Regions from separate parts of the Mus musculus genome. Here region 2 is linked to region 1. The links are chromatin contacts, called in public HiChIP or PLAC-seq maps. All regions are on one chromosome and are shown on one strand. Each heading gives the region's core, a stretch centred on a gene start, on an enhancer-like site or on the middle of the called end of the contact. The rest is flanking DNA. Distances are from core to core; before and after follow the strand shown. Region 1 overlaps Gprasp1 (G protein-coupled receptor associated sorting protein 1). Region 2 overlaps Gm31214 (a long non-coding RNA gene).

What was found. HiChIP or PLAC-seq counts read pairs in DNA pulled down with a chosen protein or histone mark.
Region 2: a contact with region 1 is called in an H3K4me3 HiChIP or PLAC-seq map of neural progenitor cells, with 10 times the contacts expected there. The contact joins two enhancer-like sites. A contact is called at or near these places in 3 of 15 datasets of contacts at CTCF or cohesin (large pre-B cells, liver and pro-B cells), 119 of 484 Hi-C or Micro-C datasets (the AML12 cell line, the AtT-20 cell line, B cells and 67 more), 13 of 115 datasets of contacts at active chromatin or transcription factors (VIP interneurons, astrocytes, bone marrow-derived dendritic cells and 6 more) and 2 of 9 other capture datasets (adipose tissue and embryonic stem cells).

Annotation. Positions count from the first base shown.
Region 1 is chrX:135,793,685-135,799,267 of GRCm38.p6, reverse strand. Gprasp1 (G protein-coupled receptor associated sorting protein 1) reads right to left here. Exons shown (of 11, transcript NM_026081.5): 5 at 2,932-3,126; 6 at 2,231-2,319; 7 at 1,639-1,715; 8 at 1,404-1,480; 9 at 1,174-1,245; 10 at 795-877; 11 at 1-520. The coding sequence starts at 208. Among named protein-coding and RNA genes, the nearest start is that of Mir1970, 10 kb to the right of the region's middle. Within about 2 kb of position 2,692, at least 145 of the 459 cell types and tissues checked have an H3K27ac peak or open chromatin away from gene starts, as enhancers often do. A contact at or near this core is called in the N1E-115 cell line, Sertoli cells, ganglionic eminence and 3 more, where this site is marked.
Region 2 is chrX:135,957,415-135,962,618 of GRCm38.p6, reverse strand. All of the region lies in intron 3 of Gm31214 (a long non-coding RNA gene), which reads right to left. Among named protein-coding and RNA genes, the nearest start is that of Gm31214, 25 kb to the right of the region's middle. Within about 2 kb of position 3,873, at least 24 of the 459 cell types and tissues checked have an H3K27ac peak or open chromatin away from gene starts, as enhancers often do. A contact at or near this core is called in the N1E-115 cell line, Sertoli cells, ganglionic eminence and 3 more, where this site is marked.

The DNA.
Region 1 (5,583 bases), core at 1,443-3,942:
CTGGTGTACTGGTTTCACCTTTAGGTCTTGCTCCAGGGGTACCCTTAGGCTTCACTTTGGGCCTTGCTCCAGTCATGATTTGTGTCCTAACCTTGGGTCTGACCACCAATGGGGCTTCAGGCTCTACTTCAGCAGCATTAGCATTCTCATCCCCAGGCTTATTTTCAGCCTTTGCCTGGGCACCAGGCTCAACCTCTGCCCTAGTCATAGTACAAGTTCAATCAAGTCTACTGTATATGACTTAACAACAGTGAGCCTTCACTAGAGATCTGTTACAGGATAGCTCTGCACGACGATCTTAGATAAGTGAGGGTATGAGATTACAAAGAATTAGCCTGAAATGACAATTCAGCACTCAGTGAGGCTCCTACCCAAGCAGTCTCAGTCAATAACACAGATACACTGCAGAAGAGCTGAAATCAAGCTGGAGGACGATGGACAGGTCCTGGGTGAGTGCAGACCTGATGATTGCACTGGTCAGCAGCAACCTCAGCACCACCAAGCAGCCACGGCAGGCGACCTAGGAGAGAGAAGCACGGGGAAATCAGGCCTACGCAATTCTGTTGCCTCCTGGAGAAACTTACAAAGAGACGCTGGTGCGTAATGCTGAGGGGAAGAGCTCAGCCATGAGAAAATCCCTGTGTTCCTTTTGCCTGCTGGGAAACAGGTACAGAGTCCAGGAGAAAGTGCACACACTAGCAATGGACAGAGAGGGGATCCCCAAGTCTCACAGTAGTCACTCTGGGGTGATTGAGACTACCCCACCTAAAAGTGAACCCCTCTCCCATACCCACCTTCACAGATGTGGTGCAGGTCTCCCCTCTTCTCTGCGTTCAAGTGGTGTTAAAGACCAACAGCTGACTCACTGCAGGGAGTCCTACAAGTGCATAAAACAAAATGGAGTCTCAGTGCTTGGAAGATGGGCACAGATCCCTGAACCCAAACAAACAACAACAAAACCATGCCTGCTTCTGTCTAAAGTCTCTGTTCCCTGGTCTTCTCCTGCGGGTCATAGTCTAACTCACACCTACCTCAATATTCTTAATATCCCTAAAAGGAAATAAAGGATGCCACACCATTGAGCAAATTAAGGGGGCAGTGATCTGAATTTGGTTAGAATCTGAATTTGCCTCCTCAGTGGCTGGCTCCTGCACTGCCCTGAGTCTCACCAACCTCCAAGATCTGAGACAGTCGCCTTGAAGCCTTCTTCCCTTGCTTGAAGAACTGACCAGCCTTAAAGCAGGACTGTGGACAAAGACATGAAAATGTCTGACAATCAGGAAATGATGGCAGCAGCTTTGTGCAAATTAAGGGGACAATAAAGGCATCGGGCACCCTCTTGGGTTAGAGCAATCTGAATTTGCCTCCTCAGTGGCTGGGTCCTGCACTGCCCTGAGTCTCACCAATCTCCAGAGATCTGAGACAGTCGCCTTGAAGCCTTCTTCCCTTGCTTGAAGAACTGACCAGCCTTAAAGCAGGGCTGTGAACAGAGACATGAAAATGTATGACAATCAGGAAATGATGGCAGCAGCTTTGTGCAAATTAAGGGGACAGTAAAGGCATCGGGCACCCTCTTGGGTTAGAGCAATCTGAATTTGCCTCCTCAGTGGCTGGCTCCTGCACTGCCCTGAGTCTCACCAATCTCCAGAGATTTGAGACAGTCGCCTTGAAGCCTTCTTCCCTTGCTTGAAGAACTGACCAGCCTTAAAGCAGGGCTGTGGACAAAGATGAAAATGTATGGCACTTATATGATGGTAGCAGCTGATCATGTTATGAATGTCACCAAGGATATGAACCAGATCATGTGTCTTTCAGCATTTAGGGTCCTACTGCTGGAACATTCTAGATTTATTTAGCCTGGCTGTAGGGCTCCTGAGGTAACACCCACTTCCTGATGTCATCCTTTAGTCCCTTCTGCAATGTTGAAGATCCGCCACTAGGTGGCCATATTTCCCTTCCTTGCGCAGCAAAAAATGGGGGAAGGGCGCAGCACATTCTAGAAACCAGGTTCTGAAGTGGTCCTTGGATTTATGACTCCGTCATCATCCCCAAACCATCTTTTCAGACCCCAGATTTGGGAGGGAGGGGAAAGGCAGTGTGGAAGGTACCTACAAGGTTGTGAGAAATGAGATTAGGAGACACTAATGGATATCCCACCTGTTCTGGCCAGTCACCCCACCCTTTTTGCATCTCCACTCACTGTCTGGTGCCCATCCCCATTACTACACACCTCCAGAAATCCACGCCATTTTCCTGTTCCTCTTTTCTCAAGCTTCTGGTCTATAGATGCTCACCGTGGCTTGCCAGAATATGCCAGACCTACCATGCAGACAGGTCACTTTCCATCAATCAGAAGCCTGTGGGGAGTGACAGCACCCAGGATGCAGGGTACCAGGGCCCCTCTCAGGAACCAGTTCAGAACCTAATAGCTGAGGCGACTCACCACCCACCAGCTGAGCTGGCCCCAATGCTGGACACTTGCCCCACACCCACACCTGTGGGCTTTAGCCCCCACCCCCACTCCAGTATGGCCGGCCATTTCTCTTGCAGCCGCCTTCCTCGGACCTGTGGGCTCCCAGATGCCCCCCCCACCCCCGCATCGCCATTTCAACAGCAGCCGCCTACCCCATAACCCTTATAGGGCCCAGAGATTACGGAGGGCCGGGTATGGGCGCTCAGAAAGCCAACTGCCAGGCGGTCAGTAGGCTGTGCTAGTCTGCAGATCATCACACCCAGCAGCAGCTCCATTCAACCCTGGTGCCTGGGGCTCCGCAGGGGTTCCCGCCTCCTCCCCACCACGGTCTGGGGTCTCCGGGCACCGCGCACACTCCAGGGAGCAGCTGCGACCTCTTTGCCTCCACTGGACTGTCAGGGCCAGGCAGTTGTTTGCAGTGCGCGACCGCCCAGAGCCCTCGACACACCCCCACTTGCCTGGCCAGGCGCACGGCCCAGGTCCCTGGGCTCCCCCACGTCCGACTCCTATTCCTGGGTGTTCTCTGTCCTCGGCGGATCCTCTCACTGGTCTTTAACGCTTTGCGCGCGAGTGGAATGGCAGAGATGTGTCCTGTCCCCACGCCTCTGCACCAAACAGGCAGGGGCTGCGTAGACTGCGGCAAGCCAGCTCGCCTGGAGGGTGTCGGGAAGGGGGCGGAGGGATACTGCGCACGGGGCTCTACGCCCCCTCCCGAACCCACTGTAGTTCCGACTCGGAGTGGGCGGGGCCAGACAGCCCCACTCCTCTTGGAGGGGTGGGTTGCACCGGTTAGGCGTCTGCAGACCCCTGTTCACCCTAACCAGAGACCACCACCACTTTTTTTTTGGCGCCACAACAGTGTGTGGGATGGCTAAGATCTAGAGTCTATGAGGGTTTTGGGGAGGGGGGGACTATAGGGAGGAGAAGGTCTGCAGTTAGGGAGCAGGGGGGAGCAGCGGAGGGATACTGAGTGAGAACCTTGATACATCTGTATTTCAGAACGAGGCTGGACAGTGCCTGCCCCTCCCTGTACTCCCTCTTTGCTTCCCCCTCCTCTGCCTCCTCATATGACGCCAATGGAAGGGGAGGGGGACTGCTTGTACTGCAGCCTGAGAGGGGACAGGTGACCTAGCAACAGCCAGCCAGCCAGTAGGTTCCTGTTGATTCTCCCATGTTTTCTTTTACTGGTTCATGCAACCATGAAGGGAGGGCACTCCTGTCTCTATGGAATCCAAAGTGGGGCCTCCATTACATTCCCCACCATTGCCCCTCTTCCAAAAGGAAAACCAAACTACACCTTCTGGCCTAGTAAATCAACCACAGGTTTGGGCCAACAGTCAATTCTTTGTGCCACAGTGTGTGTGTGTGTGTGTGTGTGTGTGGTGGTTGGGGTGTGTGTGCCTGCGTTCCCCCATGTTTGTGCGTGTCCGTTTGTGTGTATGGTGGTGGTGGTGGTTGGTGTGTTGGTGTGTGTGTGTGTGTGTGTGTGTGTGTGTGTGTGTTGTGTGATTCTAAGTAGCAATACCTCTCTGGGGAAAAAAAGGGGAGTGTCATTAAGCACAAACTAAGGCTATTGCGCTTGCCCATTTAGAGATTTATTTAAGCACCTACCCAGTGTTTCACAGAATAACAACCCATGATACATAAAGATGTTATTTGGCCAAGGAAAACTGAGGTTTGAGGTAGAAGTGAGGTTGTTAATAGTGGAATTCTGTACAAAATTATCCTGGGTCAATCTAGCCGTTGTGACTGCAAAGGTACTTATTAGGTATGCCAGGCTGAGGCATTAAGAGTTTGCATCTCAGGAAAGCAGCACTGGTCAAACCAAACGAAACCATAGTGGACACTGTTGGCCTCAAAGATGGAAAGAATCCAGGACCCATGGAATGCAGGAAGTCTGAAGAAACTATGCAGAAGAAAGTTTCTTCCTTAGTAAGCCCCGAAGTTAAGGATCTGTTTGATTTAGGGTAGTAAGACCTTTTTTGCATCCAGTGCTGTGATATGATATGCTAGTCTCATTTTAAGCCACTACATTTATAGCAATTGTGATAGCAGGAAGTGTATGTATACGTATACACACACACACACACACACACACACACACACACCATCTTTATTCATAATGTTCACTCCTTCTAAGTGTCTTTTCTGTACGTCAATGTCCAGGACAGGCCACTTTGTATCTCAGTTTTCACCAGCATTAACACCAATCTTCTGTTTCACAGTATAACTAAAATAACACCAATATAAAATTTGCTCATATTTGTGGAGGTTTAATGTCCCTTTTTGTTGCTGTGGTGCTGCTAAGCATTCAACTTAGGCCCTTGAGTATGTTCAAGAAGCAATCTACCAGCCAGCTATATTCACAATACTGTTTAAAGATGGTACTGGGAAATTGCTCTCATCAAATTCCCCAGCTGACCTGAGGTTTACCATGCAGCCCAAGGCGTCCTCAACCTTATAATTCTGTTTTAGATCTCAGAGGGGCTGGCGATGTATATATAAGCAACAGAGCCCCAACTACCAATATCTTTTCACCAATTTACTTGCTGATAGGAGTGGTTTTAGCAATAGTTGAAATATCTGTTGGATAATCTCTTGTCAATTCATTTACAAAATAAAGCCAATAAGTGGCTAACAATTATTGATTGAAAAGGCCCTATGGGAAGGTTTTTAATGTGTTTTATTAGTCTGTATTGATATATTGGTTAAATATCATCTTGAAATTAGATCAAATACTATGTAGAAGATGTTGACCTATATTATGATCGCAAGACATGATTTTCTTCCTCCAAAACTGCATTCTGGTCCAGCATAAGGGAACAAAGTATTGTTCGACTATTCAGTATCTCCTCTTGTGTCTACGTAACACTGACTTGTTCCTGAAATATAACTTTCAGAATCAAATCCCAAGCATCAACCCTGGGATAAAGAGGCAGCCATGAGTACTTGGGAGTGTCTTCCACACCTTTCCCCTCCCCATGTCACGTCACCTCTCACGTGTGCTCATGAACTCGCACAGTAGCATATGCCTATTGCTATTATGGCTCACAACATCTCCTCTTGCACCTCTCATGAATCTGCTTTTGTAGATTTAGGCTAACGTGCCT
Region 2 (5,204 bases), core at 2,624-5,123, 160 kb before region 1:
AGATGTTTTAGTAATAAGTGATTCAGGTAAGAGCCCTAAAATGGAAGCTCTAGTGTTATCTGCACCAAATCACACAGCAGTCACTGTGTCACCATGGTAACCATGCTAGCAAGAAGAGATGGAAAAAAACAACAAGTTACCACCCTATTTTGTTTTCAGTATGAGACAGGAACCCATGTACGCTGACATGATGCACAGTAATTAACCTTATGTGTCCCTCTATCAACTTACACAGCAAACACTACTGGAAGCCTCAGTAATCCATATATTAATGTATACATAAAACCCACAGGTTATTTCCCCCTCTCTTGCCTTCTGTCTCTTCTCCCTCCCTTTTCTTTTTCTCTCTTCCTGCTCTAAGATTCCCAGAAACTCATAGAGACAAACTGCTGAAGGGTTAAAAAAGAAGAAGAAGAAGAAGAAAGAAAGAAGAAGAAAAAAGAAAGGCCACACAATCAATACATTGAATTCTGAAAGCATATCTATTTAAAAAAATCTTTTAGAAAATATCTTTTTCAGGTCTCTAGCGACGGCTCCTCAATTAAAAGCAAATATTGTTCCTGCAGAGGGCTCACATTTGGTTCCCAGAATCCAAATCAGGTGGTAAAGAACTGCCTCTACCTCCAGCTCCTGGGAAGTCAGTGCTTCTGGCCTCTGTGAGCGCCAGCACTCATGTGCACACACAGGATTAAACACTCACCATCTAAAAATTAACGTTTTTGCAGATATGATCTATTGCACTGGCTCTAGGACACATTTTTTTCTTTTTTAGTTCCCATACATTGCCAAAAATCTAAGAGGCAAACCAAAAAGCACAAGTAAGTGCAATTACCTTTTCTTATCTGAGATTGTTAACTCTTCAATAACTACTGTCAAACATTTGGCTGCTGAAAGGTCAATGAAAGGAAAATATATCACAAGTGAAATTTAAAAGTTACCAGGATGTAGATGTAGCCTAGGGGTAAAGTACTCTCCATTTGATCCACAGTATTGAAAAGAAAGATTGCTATTTACAGTTGTAAAAGTTAGCAATAGTCTGCCATCTGATATCTACATATTGCTGAACACTACAAAACAGAAAATAAGCATCTAAATAGGAGACAGCATATCTATGAGTTTCAAGAAAGCACTATTAGACTGTTTTCTTCCAGCTATTCTATGGATATAATGTGACTGCCACAAAATTACTAACACACATCTTTAAAAAATAAATTAATTAATTAACAATTTGGGTTGATTGTCAAACTCCTTATGTAAATTGAAATACAAATGCCTATTATATGAAATAACATTGAAAAAAGTCAAGTCAAAGAAAAAACCAATCTGATTTCAGGAATTCTTATAAACACAAACTACTCCAAAATTAATACTGGCATCAAAGTAAAGGAGATCAAAGGCAAAGAATAAAGGATTCAAAAACAGACAGACCATACACATTTGACCACCAATTTTTGAAAAATATACAAAGAAAATTCAGTGGAGGACAGACAGGGTAGTCTTTTCAGGAAATGATGTCGTAGCAACTGGATGCTCATATGCAAAAATGTAAACTGAAATTGATATGTTATTTCACAAACAGAACTCATCAGAATATACATCATAGATCTTAACATAAAACTCAAAATGCGACTTAAGAGACTGGCTCATTGGGTTAGAGCCATTTTCAACATTAGTATAAAATAAAGTCAGCGTTGCTATACACAGAGCAGTTATTCCAGCGCTATGGACAAAGACAGAGGGCTCCCCGGTACTTGCTGCCTACTGAGAGCCTGGTTATAGGCGGAGTGAGAGAGAGAGAGACTGAGGCAAAGAGCAAAGCTTCTCTGGCCTCCATTCAATCAGGGTACATCAATGTACACACTGGCATACACACACATGCAAGTGTACTACACAACACCTCTCTCTCTCTCTCTCTCTCTCTCTCTCTCTCACACACACACACACACACACACACACATTTTAATACCTTTTTTTTTGTTTTTAAAAAAACCTCAATGCTATAAAAAATGTAACGGAAAATCAAGGAACAAATCCTATAAATCTTGGGCTATGTAAAGATTTCACAAATAAGACAGCAAAACAACAGTCTATGTGTAAGCAAACTAAGAATTTCCTCAAAAGCGAACACTTTAACTCTTTGATTTAGACAGCTGAACGAGTTGAAAGGCATAGTTGCAACTAGGATAAAATGTTTGAACTTCATCCAGTTGTTAGAGGATTTGTAGAGTATAGAATATTGGACCAAACTCAATAAAAATAAATGCACTTTCCCTAAGTAAATTATGAGCAATATTTAAAAATAAACTCTGCAAGAGATACAGATATATGAAATAGCCTCATGAAAAAAAATGTACACTATTAATCACTAAAGAAATGTTAAAAAAGACAACCTGCGATGATATATTATTACATTCTAGGATTACATCCAAAACTCTAAAAGGCTGAATGTAAATGAGCACTGGCAAGTTTATTGAGGATGAAATTCTCCTACACAGTTGACAGCAATAAAAAATGTGCAATCATTTTGTAAGCAGTTTGACAATGTTTTTTTTTCCCCAATGTCAATCTTAGAAGTTTCCCGTGACGATCCAGCCCTTGAACTCTTGAAATATACGTCTAGACTATTAGCTATCCCTAGTCCTGCTTGTGGGAGCCTGGGGTCGCCTTTGACAATACACAGTGCAGAGTCACGTAGATTATTAGCCACCTCCAGTCCTGCTACTGGTAGCTTGGGAGAGCTAGGTATGGTTTGGCCCTACAGATAGTGGCAGAGTCCTGTAGGAGCAACTTCCATTCCCAGCCTTCTGGGTAGAAAACAGGCCATAAGTGGCTTCCGTTGAAGAGACCAGCCTGCATGTTTAACATTACTGGCGTTCCTATCTTATCTGTGAGTACAAGGACCTTTGTGCTCCCAACACAGTTTGACTTTGAACGGAATTTCATAAACAAGAAAAAAAAGAGAAGACATTTTTGACATTTTTGCTAACACCATACTATCATGACTTTTGAATACATTTATTTATAAAACATTGTATAAAAAGTGGATACTGAAGAATGTCCACAAAATCTTCAAATGGCCAAGAAGGCCTTCTCATCAACTGTGTATTTCAACTTTTTTTTTTTTTTTGATTTTTTGAGACAGAGTTTCTCTGTGTAGCTCTGGCTGTCCTGGAACTCACTTTGTAGACCAGGCTGGCCTCGAACTCAGAAATCCTCCTGCCTCTGCCTCCCGAGTGCTGGGATTAAAGGCATGCGCCACCACGCCCGGCTAACTTTTATTTTTAATCCTACCTGTCATGAGTAAATGATAGTGACAGGCAGGCTTGAGTGACAGGAGCAAGTGACACCATCTAGTGTTACAGTTTTCATACAGGCTTCCCGCTTCTTATCTCTTAGCTTTATTAGGATAATCAATCTTATGTTGGCCGAGGGAAGTGGAGCAGAGTTCAGTTCTGTAAGTGATATCAATACCACTCTTCTATGGACCCTAGGAAATTGGGATTTCTCAGACCTGACCAGCAGTTGGCTTCACAGATTCATGTGTATTGCCTACAAGGCCGACGTTCCTAGCCCTTGACAGAAAGCAGTGTTACAGCTCAACAGCCCGAGGTGTCTGACAGCACTGGCCCTAAAGGCGTGGCATATCTATCAAATTATTCTAATAATCAGGGTCTGCAATTGCTGTTGATGGGTTTTTCCAGTCTTTGGCTTTCTGTCCTGTCTACTTCTGCCAACTCCCATATTCCTGCCATGGCTGCTCTCTTGATCTGTTTAGTTGCCTTTTTTTTTTTCAGCTGTCAAGTAGACAGCTGCCTTTTCATTTCAACAGCTTGGCTTGCCTACCACTCAGCTGTTGCTGAAGCTAACACTGCAGCTCAACTGTCACTGCCCTTCTTCAGTCTCTAATGCTTCTTAGTTTTCCTTAAGGGAATACATAAGACAGTGTATTCTCCAGCCACTCTGTGTGACCATGAACTGGGAACACGGTTTTAGGTTACTCTGAATTGCATGTTCCAACGTGAAAGGAGTTTCCCTTAATTAGTCCAGTGATACTAGTGATGCTAGAGGTACAGAAAAGACTACTTGAGAGAGGTCATTTATTAGATACCATATTTCAACAAACAGAAAGGCATGCCAGGACAAATATATCTCCCACCCGACTCACCAAGCCTGAACATGTCTTTCCAACCAGCTCCTTACATGACACAGAAAAAGATGTTAGAGAAAGGTATTCAAGACAATCACAGAACATCTAGATGCACAAGAAGATATGTGCCTGTACCAGTCATATGACATCTTGCATACAAATGGGACTTTGTATTAGTGCCAATCACAGCCTTATCTCTTTATTATCAGACATGCCAGTCCCTCTGCTAGGCCACCAGGGAAAGTGCTCTTCCTTTGGCCTAGATAGAAATGTTTGCAGCGTCATCTAGATTTTATCAAGGTTTATGATTGCAAAATGTCTTGTACTAAGTATTTCAAGAAGCCCTTGTGTTCTTGCTCTGATGGAAGGGCATCCTGAGACACAGAGGCCCAGGACCACACAACTCTGAGGTGGGACAGTATTCCAATGGAATTTTGACAGAAGCCACCATTTTGAGGGTGTTTTACTGCAGCCGTAGGCCAGGGCAGGAAGGAGGCCAGCTGCAGCTTTGACAGCTTTTGCTGCAGGCCACTTAGGGGATACAGCCCTGGCTTTGTCTGTGCCTTCAGGAACTCAGGCAATCTGATGTGCCACTGTATACAGGGATGAGCACTGTATGTAATGCTCATCTGTGGAGCATTCGAAATGCCTGTTGCTAGGATAAGAGGTAGGGCAATTAGCTATTTGAATGATTGTCCTTTGTTTAAAGCAACCAGAAAAGCATGGGAGACTCTAACAGCTGTCAATTAGGAAAGCAAATTATTCCATTTCCTACATCTTAGCTTATTTACAGGAAAATGAACATCAGAAAGAGTACTTACTTATAAGAAAGTAAATATCATTGACATTTATCATTATCAATAATAGTAATTTTAACAGGTTTTAGCAACAGTTAACACCTGTCCAGTGCCCTAGGAAGAAGTGCTCTTCTCACCAGATCATTCTTCTCCATTAAGGAGATATCACAGTTGCCATGGTACCAGGTTTCTATAGCAACCATGATGTGGAGGTGCATACATTAACACATTAGAGATTCCTCACAAGAGACACCAAAATG